2 separate regions of the Macaca mulatta genome follow, and region 2 is linked to region 1. A link is a contact called in public Hi-C data. All regions are on one chromosome and are shown on one strand. Each heading gives the region's core, a stretch centred on a gene start, on an enhancer-like site or on the middle of the called end of the contact. The rest is flanking DNA. Distances are from core to core; before and after follow the strand shown.

The links. Hi-C and Micro-C count contacts between places; a contact is called where the count stands out from the background.
Region 2: a contact with region 1 is called in a Hi-C map of fetal cortical plate, with 3 times the contacts expected there. The contact joins the promoter of KIF26B here to the enhancer-like site in region 1. A contact is called at or near these places in 7 of 14 Hi-C or Micro-C datasets (CD4 T cells, blood, fetal cortex germinal zone and 3 more).

Annotation. Positions count from the first base shown.
Region 1 is chr1:3,069,729-3,074,172 of T2T-MMU8v2.0, reverse strand. All of the region lies in intron 5 of SMYD3 (SET and MYND domain containing 3), which reads right to left. Among named protein-coding and RNA genes, the nearest start is that of SMYD3, 500 kb to the right of the region's middle. Within about 2 kb of position 1,987, at least 2 of the 40 cell types and tissues checked have an H3K27ac peak or open chromatin away from gene starts, as enhancers often do. A contact at or near this core is called in fetal cortical plate, where this site is marked.
Region 2 is chr1:3,948,125-3,952,767 of T2T-MMU8v2.0, reverse strand. It overlaps KIF26B (kinesin family member 26B), which reads left to right and starts at 2,291. Exons shown (of 15, transcript XM_015127721.3): 1 at 2,291-3,222; 2 at 4,015-4,416. The coding sequence starts at 3,160.

The DNA of each region.
Region 1 (4,444 bases), core at 738-3,237:
TGTGTTTATCCTAGTTTGTCTCTCCCAGGAAAATTTGGATACTTCCTTTCATAGGAAGGACATATAACACGCTTCCAGAGTCACGAGGCTTGAAGACGGCCGAAGACGTCATCTCGTCTCCACATGCGGCCCAGGAAGAGTAAATTCTAGCACCACGTTGGGACTAGAAATCTACATTGTAAATCGTATTACCGATTTAGAGATCTAATGGCGTATGAGCAAGACAGGTTTCAAACGCATCGACAAAATAACAGGCAGAAGGAGCCTCAAAACTTTTCCAACCTGAATTCCCCATTTCACAGGTGGGGAAATCAAGGCCCTGAGAGCTGAAGAACTCGCCAAAGGTTGAAAAACACTCCTCAAACACCACCTTCCTCCTCTCTGGGACTTCATATTATTTCATTTTCTTTTACTATTCTGCCTGAGCTTTGACTTTCTTGAATTTTAAATACCAATATAGAAATCAACAGCTGGTGTCAATCCTCAATAAGATGACTGAAAGTTTATTCCTCATGGTTTAGCATGGTCAGAAAGTGAACACTACAGGTTTGGTCTATGTGCCTGTAAAATTTAGAAAAAGGATGTAAAAAGGAGGGAGAATTTAAAAACCACCTAGACCATTGCCAACGCTGTGAGTGGGAATTCCTCCTCACAAAGGGCCTGGTGCAAGCTCCCTCTTAGTTAGCTGCCTTCTGACCCTAGTTTTCAACAGAGTTCATTAACTCTGTTACAACCACTAAATTATGCCGTGGTAATTCACATAGGAGAAGGGCATAACTAATTAATATGGGTGGGGGGGCACAGGTTCTAGCATTAAAGTGGATTGATAACTCACTGAAATCCGCATGATCACACACAAACCCCTTATCTTGCTAAGTTTATGCTTGTTCCACTACACAAACTGAATACCAGCTCTTAGTACCCTCAATAGCTACCCTTTCCTCACTTCAGAAGAACTAAGCTTCTCATCCGACACCCAAATGAAACCGGTATTGGCTCTCAGTATCATTATCCACTGATATTGGCTACCAATTGCTTGCTCGGTGACTGAACATAAGCCACTGACGCTAGCCCCCAGTACTTTCCTACCTTTTCATCCACCATTAGCACAAGAAGAGAAATTCCTTTTTTGTCTTTTTGAAGGAAAAACTATACAAAATAGAAAGCCTTGGGCTCCATTATATAAAGCGTTGGAAACCACACACAATGACAATAAAGACCCAAGCATGTTTTCAGTAAGTTATTTTCCTCTTATTTCACACTGTGAAAACCCACATTGGATAGACTATTTTATAGCAAACGTAGCGGGCTATATCAATAAATAAGGAGCTAGAGTTTCCATGTGAGGAGAGAGGAGAAATCTACTCCCAGCATTTGCCCCCTTCACGGGTGCAACAGAACTCGGAGCAGTTCTCCGGTTTAAACAACAGGTGGCAGTGTCATTTCTACATTTTCCCTGGCAAGAAACCTTTGCAGTTTGTGATTCACCTTCCAGGAGGCATTAACAGTTTTGTAACCGCCTCTATGGATAGCGTGTGCATATGTTCCTATGTAGTAAATGCAAATGCATGCAGGCAAACATTGAGATTTGTGTAAATGCAGTTTTACCAAGTGCCACTCTCCCCATCCCCACGCCCCTCCCCCACAATAGTCGATGCACAGGCATCATTTCCCTGGAGGAAACAGCACAGCAGGGAAAAGGCAGAAGGAAAGTCGACTCCACCACATATGTTCTGATCCTCGATTATCATACACTTGTCTGTCACCCACCCGTTGCTGCCACACACACAACAGAAAGGATACGTTACAAGGTCCTGGGGCACACTTTAGGAAACTGACTGAGAACGCGAAGTTCTGAGAAACCTTAATTCACATCAGGAAAAAGCACTTTACTGACTATTTTTGGTAGGCGCTGCTTTCACTCTTCTGCTACAAAAGAGCCATGCTTAATAAGTGAAAGGAACCAACAGAAACGGGAAATATATTTCCACAAGGAAAACACAGAATTCAGGACAATTCTCACATGTGCTGAGAAAACAAGCCGCATTTCCTAGGGTTTTTGTGTGAGCTTCAAATAGGAGAAAAGTGCCATGTCAAGAATCCCTCGTTCAATACCTATAGCTCAGGTTTTAATGCACATGCATTATTTTATTTTAATATTATTTTTGAGATAGAGTCTCACTCTGTCATACCAGCTAGAGTGAAGTAGCACGATCTTGGCTCACTGCAACCTCCACCTCCTGGGTTCAAGTGATTCTAGTACCTCAGCCTCCCGAGTACCTGGGATTACAGGCACGTGTCACCATGTCCAGCTAATTTTTGTATTTTTAGTAGAGACCAGGCTTCACCATATTGTCCAGGCTGGTCTCAACCTCCCAACGTCAAGTGATCCATCTGCCTCAGCCTCCCAAAGTGCTGGGGCTACAGGCGTGAGCCACCGCGCCTGGCCACATAATTTTATTAGGTAGCAGCAGGTACTCTGTGATTTCTAGCCTATAATGCAACAGTTATTGGTTTGATATGTTACATTTATTTAATTTTGAGTCTGTGGAGTTTTTTTTAAGAGCAATTTAACGATGAAAATCTTGTCAATGCAGCAGGGATGAGATCAAACTGACTGATGGGTGAATCAGCAGCCTAAAGGGACATGCCAGGCATCAGACGGTCTGGCACGTGTAGCTGGAGAAGTACTCGACAATGTATTTTGTATAAAAGACGATGAGCAGATACGCAGAGAATTACACAGAAAATAATCAGCTGCACTAGAAAGAGGTGATGTGCGTTTTTTTGTCCTGTCCCTGTCACATAGCATCGAATGTCCACATTCCTGCTTTCTGGGAAGAGAGGGCTGGAAAAGTAGCTTCTGGTACAAGAAGAAGCAGCTTTCTGGTACATGGTACACGGAATCTTATTGTTTTATACATAGAAAAAGGAGGTTACAGAGGAAAAACTTAAAACACATCACCTGGAGTTCGGAGGCATTGGAGGGATTTGGCTTTCATCAGCAATTTTGCATTAAAAGCAAGTATCTGTCAGCCGGGCACGGCGGCTCACACCTGTAATCCCAGCACTTTGGGAGGCCAAGGCGGGCGGATCACGAGGTCGAGAGATGGAGACCATCCTGGCCAACATGGTGAAACCCCGTCTCTACTAAAAATACAAAACTTAGCTGGGCGTGGTGGCGCAGGCCTGTAGTCCCAGCTACTCAGAAGGCTGAGACAGGAGAATCACTTGAGCCCAGGAGGTGGAGGTTGCAGTGAGCTGAGATCATGCTCAAAAAAAAAAAAAAAAAAAAAAAAAGCCAAGTTCCTGTGGTAAGCAACACATGGTGAAGTGCAGCCCACATGATTTCCTGGTGACCAGGTAATGCTGCACTTGTGCTTTCTGTAGGAAGTGGGGTTTCATGAAATAGCATGAACTATGAACTATGAACTATGAACCAAGAGTCATGGACTTACCGCTGACTCTAGGACTTAGTAGTGTGGCTAATTAGAGTCGCAATATTAATCTCTCCAGGTCTCCGCAACATGGTGAATGATACCATAACAGATCTTTCTAAAGCTATTGTGGATATTTTTAAAGGATTATTTATTCATAGTAGGTGTCTGATAAGAGCTACTTTTAGACTTTTGGACTTACAGATAACTTCTTTTAATTTCCTATTAAAATACCCAGGAAAGTACAGAATCCAGTGTTGGGGCTCAGAAACCAATACCCTAAAATATGGCACTTTGACATCCTGAACTGAAGAAGCCTCCAGGTCTGTCTGACCTTCCCCTTTACCCATCGTCTCTCAATCTTCTCTCTCTCCCAAAGCAGAGGACGAACTTGTTGACTGGAGTTCCCTTATCTGCCCAAACTCCCAGACCTGCCACAGAAGAAAACAGTCACCTCTGGCTCTTTCCCTGAGTTTTCAGTAACTGAACTATCGCAGGAACACAATGAAACCTGTCAACACACATGAACCGACTCCTGTCTGCTTTGCGGGCCCAATAGAGGGCCCCAGGCCATGGTATGTTCTTCAAGCCCATTGAATTCCCTAAAAATCAGTTCCTACCCCGTTAAAATCATCCACCCATCCCCATCTCCCTTTCCCCTAAGAAGAAGGGTGTACATACCCTTCCCCCAGGGCGTGGTGTGACTCCTCACTGTGACTCTCCCTCATGCACATTAACAAACCTGTATGCTTTTTTATGCCTTTAGCAGCTGATTTTCAGCAAAACTTCAGAGGAAAAAGGGGACATTTTCCCCTGGCCACTCCACTAGCCACAGTCCTATAAGCTAAAGATAACAGAAGATCCCCTATCCAACAGTCTCAGGAAAATTTCCTTTCAGTTCAGTATTAATCACCGAATGTTCTACCGTCTAACAACTGTATGGCATTTTAAAAAATCTTTAACTGAGGTTAAATATACATAACATAAAATTTGCCATTTTAAGTATT
Region 2 (4,643 bases), core at 1,042-3,541, 880 kb before region 1:
GTAAGATGGAGTGGCTGCAAGTTACATTTTAGGTGAAGCGGCGCCGTGTTAACTGTAAGTAGCCTATGAAATGTTAAAGATTCATATTATAGGCCGGGTATGGTGGTTTCATGCCATAATTCCAGCACTTTGGAAGGTGGAGGTGGGAAGACAGCTTGAACTCAGGAGCTTGAGACCAGCCTTGGCAACACAGGGAAACCTCGTCTCTACTTAAAAAAAAATTAGCCCGATGTGGTGGTGTGCACCTGTAGTCCCAGCTACTAGGGAGGCTGAGGAGAGAGGATCCTCTGAGCCTGGGAGATGGAGGCTGCCGTCAGCCATAATAGCGCCACTGCACTCTAGCCCAGGCAACAGAGTGAGCTCCTGCCTCAAAAAAAAAAAAAAAAAAAAAAAAAAAAAATCCATATTATAATCATGAGAGCTAAAAAGCCAACAGAGAGGTGAAACTGGAACACTGAAAAGTTATTCAATTAACAAAAAAAGGCATGAGAGACAGAGAATGAAACAGAGTACAGACAGAAAACAGACCCATACTAGCAACAACATGAAACTCAAAAACCTGTGTTAAGTTTAAAAAGCCAAACCCAAAAGAGTCCATGCTGTACGCATTCTATGAATTAAAACCTTCCAGATCAGTCCAGAACAGTAGTTTCTTAGGAGAGGTGGGGATTGCCTGGGAAAAGGCAGATAACCTTCAAGAGGGACAGGAATTTATAGATGTTGATTGAGGTGGCGGCCTACGCAGAGTACACGTTTATCAAAATTCATAGAACTGAACAATTAAAATGTGTGCATTTCATCTTATGTACATACATTTTACATAAACATCAATTTTTGAAAGCTTCTTAAAAACTCTTGCAGAGCCTCCGGTTGTAAACTTGGATCAACAGAGGGCGCTCGGAGCCCACCAAAGAAGCTCTGGGCCCCCAGCTACTTAGAGATGCAAACCAGAGCAGCTCTGGGCTCCCCGGTCTCCAAGGTGGATCGCGCAGCTCCCCAACACTCCCCCCTCGACGCCCCACCTTGCCCACCCGCGGCCTCGCCGGCTCGTTTCTACCACACGCTGCTTTTTGGCTGATAAGCGGCGCGTGGCCAATGGCGATGATGTGTTCCGCGGAACCTACGCGGAATACAGATGCGGGTGGGAGCTGGGGCGTGCTGCCTGGAGGTGTACCTGTCCCCTAAGGTCCCCTATTGATAGCATCGCTTTAAAATTGGAAGTGGGAACGTAATGGAAACGTCCACTCTGTTCTTGACATCTTCATTTTGACCTTTTTACCTCGCTTTGGTGGCTGCGAAATATTCCCACGCAGGAGCTGGAGCCGGGGAGGAGGGGGGCAGAGCACGAGAGGCACAGAAGAAATTCTCCCCGAGGAAGGCAGAGTGGGGGTGTGGCCCCAGGCTTCCAGAACCCCGAACCTTTGTCTTCCTGCCCCCTCCTGCCTCGTCCACAGCTCAGAAGGAAGCCAGCGACCAGAAAGCCCTGAACGTCCTTCGCGCTCTCGCCCACCCCCGGGCTGGGGCTCCCCGCGGGCGCGGAGATGCCATTACACCCCGCGTGATCCCCACGCCGGGCCGGTCCTTCCAGGGGCGTCTCGCGGGGTGTTAATTAAAGGTCACAACAAAACAGACCTGCTGGCTCACCAGAAGTAATGTCCTCCCGGGAAATGAAAAATGACACCCCAGAGCAGCCACGTGTGGAGCCTGGCGTACGCCGGCTTCCTGCGCTCCTGGGCGCTGCTCCGGGGGACTGGGGGGGCGATCGGAGAGGGAGCGATGACGGGGTGCTCCGGAGACCCCGCGGGGCCCAGGCGCAGGAAGAAACGGGCGGCGGGGGGCGAGGGGGCTGATCCCCCGCAAGGAGAGGCCAAGGCCGGCTCGCGCCACACCCCCTCTCCAGGCCAGAGTCGTCCGCGTGCAGCGCGGCGAAGCCCTCAGTTTCCCCTGCCCGGCAGCGGCCCGCTGGGTCCCCAGGCTCACCTGTCCCAGTCCCGGGCGGCTTAGTCCGTCACAGACCGGGGCTCGGGCGGGCGGGGGACCAAGGGCCCTAGTCCGGCGGCTGCGGTCGGGGAGGGTGGCCCCCGGCCGGCCCGGGGTCGGTAGGGCCATTCCAGAAAAGGTTTGCCGGGCAGGTCTCCGAGAACAAAGGGCGGGGGGAGGACCCGGCATGTTTGTGGACTTGTTTGTGACTCAATCCCTTCTGCACGGCGTTTCAAAGACAGACCTGCAAGCCTTGTCAGGAAGAGAAAGAACTTGGGGGCGGGGGAGGCTGGAGCGCCGCATTTCCGTCCAGCCGCGCTCGCTCGCGCGGCCCCTGAGCTCCAGGCTCGCGCAGCGGCGTTTCATTAGAGCCCCGGGCCCGGGCGGCGCGCCAGGAACTTCCCCGCACGCAGCGAGAGCGACGAGCCCCCGCCCCCGCCCCCGCCCCGGCCCGGCTCCAGGCCTCGCACTGTCAGGCACGAGCGCCGCCACATAAAATGGATCCCAGCCGGCGCGGCGAGGGCGGCAGGTTCCCGAGGCTCCTCCGCGCCGCGCCCGGGCGCACACGCGCGCTCTGACCGCCGGCCGCTCCCGGGCCCTGCGGAGCCGCCCCTCTCCCGGCCCTCGCGCAACTGTCAGGCGAAACGGGCCGGCGGATATTGGCTCGGCGACACGCCGAGGCTCCTCCCCGAGTCTGGATCTTTATATTTTGGGAGAATTTCTTTGAACTCAGTTACCAAGCTCGGTGAAGGAGACAAGTTCCCACCGCCGGCTCGGCTGGGCTCGGCTCGCCCAGCCCATCTTCCCGCGGCGGCCGCGAGCCCCGATCGTATCCCTCCCTGCCCTCGTGGGGGAGCACGGACCGACTTGCCTGAAGAAAATGCCAGTGCTGTGGTTGTGACCGTGACAAGAGAACGTGCAGCTGGAGCAGGCAGACGGGGATGAGGAAAAGCATGCTTTGAAGAGAAGAATAAACCCGCGACCCCAACCCTTTCTGCACGTTGGTGCTATTACTTGTGGGGTCCGTTTGCTCTCGTTCCCTCCCGCCCCACCGCGGAAGAAACCTTGCCTTGAGGGCTGAGAGCCAGCCCCCTGCAGCCGGGCGACGCTTCTGGGTCTGAGGACCTTCGGATGTAGCGTTGGTGGAACCTTCAGATACTCTCCTCTGGAAAAGCCACCATGAATTCGGTAGCTGGGAATAAAGAGAGGCTTGCGGTCTCCACCAGGGGCAAGAAATACGGGGTAAGTAGTGACGGTACGACGCGGAGGCGCGTTACCAGACCCATCTCGGCGGGGGTCCCCCTTTCCCCGGGATCGTGCGGCCCCGGCCCCGAGCTCTCCCCGCTGCAGAGGCGCCCCCGGGGCTGGCGGGGCTGTGAGTGCGCGGAGGCGGGTCTGCAGCGGGGACGCCCGCACACTCGCCTCGCTCTCGGAATTTTTTCAGTCCTCTCGTTCCTTCCTTTCCCCGCACTCGTAACTTTTGCGGCATTCCTGCGCTTCTAGGCGGAGTGAAGCCGAAGGGGAGGGTTTCCCATGAATGCTTGGCCGTACCTCGGATCGTTTAGTTGGAGCCGGGAGAGCCTCTCGTTTACCTGCAGTATCCGGAGAGTTGGACCCCGTAGGAATAAAAACCCTGAAATCACAGCCCTCCCCCTACCCCCCATAGGGTCTTCCAGGATTTCGTTCCTGGGGTATTGCTGGAATAGGTGCCGGCTTCAAAAGCGTGGGGCACTGAACCTGTGGGTCCCCCCTGGCCTTGCAGAAGCCGTGGAGACCGCCCCGAGCGAGTCCTCGTCCTGACCCCAGGAGGAGGCCACCCGGGACCAGCGCAGGGGTCACCCGGGCGGCGGGGACTCACTTAAGGACAATTAACGAGACAGATGGAGGGCGATTTGGCCGCAGGGCTTGGAGAGGTCCTCAACCAGCTCCCATGGGCGGTTCGAGCGGGTACTTGGTGGCGCACGTCTGACCCAGCTCCTGGGCGCTGCAGCCCGCCGCCTTGCGGCCCTTGATACCGGCGTGTCTTCCCCGCAGGTGAATGAAGTCTGCTCGCCCACCAAGCCCGCAGCGCCCTTCTCCCCGGAAAGCTGGTACCGCAAAGCATACGAGGAGTCGCGGGCCGGGAGCCGGCCCACTCCTGAGGGCGCGGGCTCAGCGCTCGGCTCCTCGGGGACCCCGTCTCCCGGCTCGGGCACCTCGTCCCCGAGCTCCTTCACCGGCTCCCCGGGACCCGCCTCCCCCGGCATCGGCACTAGTTCGCCGGGTTCCCTGGGCGGCTCGCCCGGCTTCGGCACCGGCTCCCCGGGCTCCGGCAGCGGCGGCGGCTCCTCCCCCGGCTCGGACCGCGGCGTCTGGTGCGAGAACTGCAACGCCCGCCTGGTGGAGCTCAAGAGGCAGGCCCTGAAGCTGCTCCTCCCGGGGCCCTTCCCGGGCAAGGTGAGCGCCGCGCGGGGCTGGCTGGGGAGGCGCCGGGAGGGCGGGGCCGGGCCGCCACCCACAGCAGCTGCCCAGTCCGCCGCGACCTTGCGCCCCGGGTCCACGCGAGGGTCCCCGGCGGCGCTGGGGCTGCTCCACACCTCATGGGGCTCTGGCACGCGGGGCGACCCATGCACCTTCCTCAGCCAGGCCGCCCGGGGGCAGGAGGGCCGAGTCCCGAGCGCGAA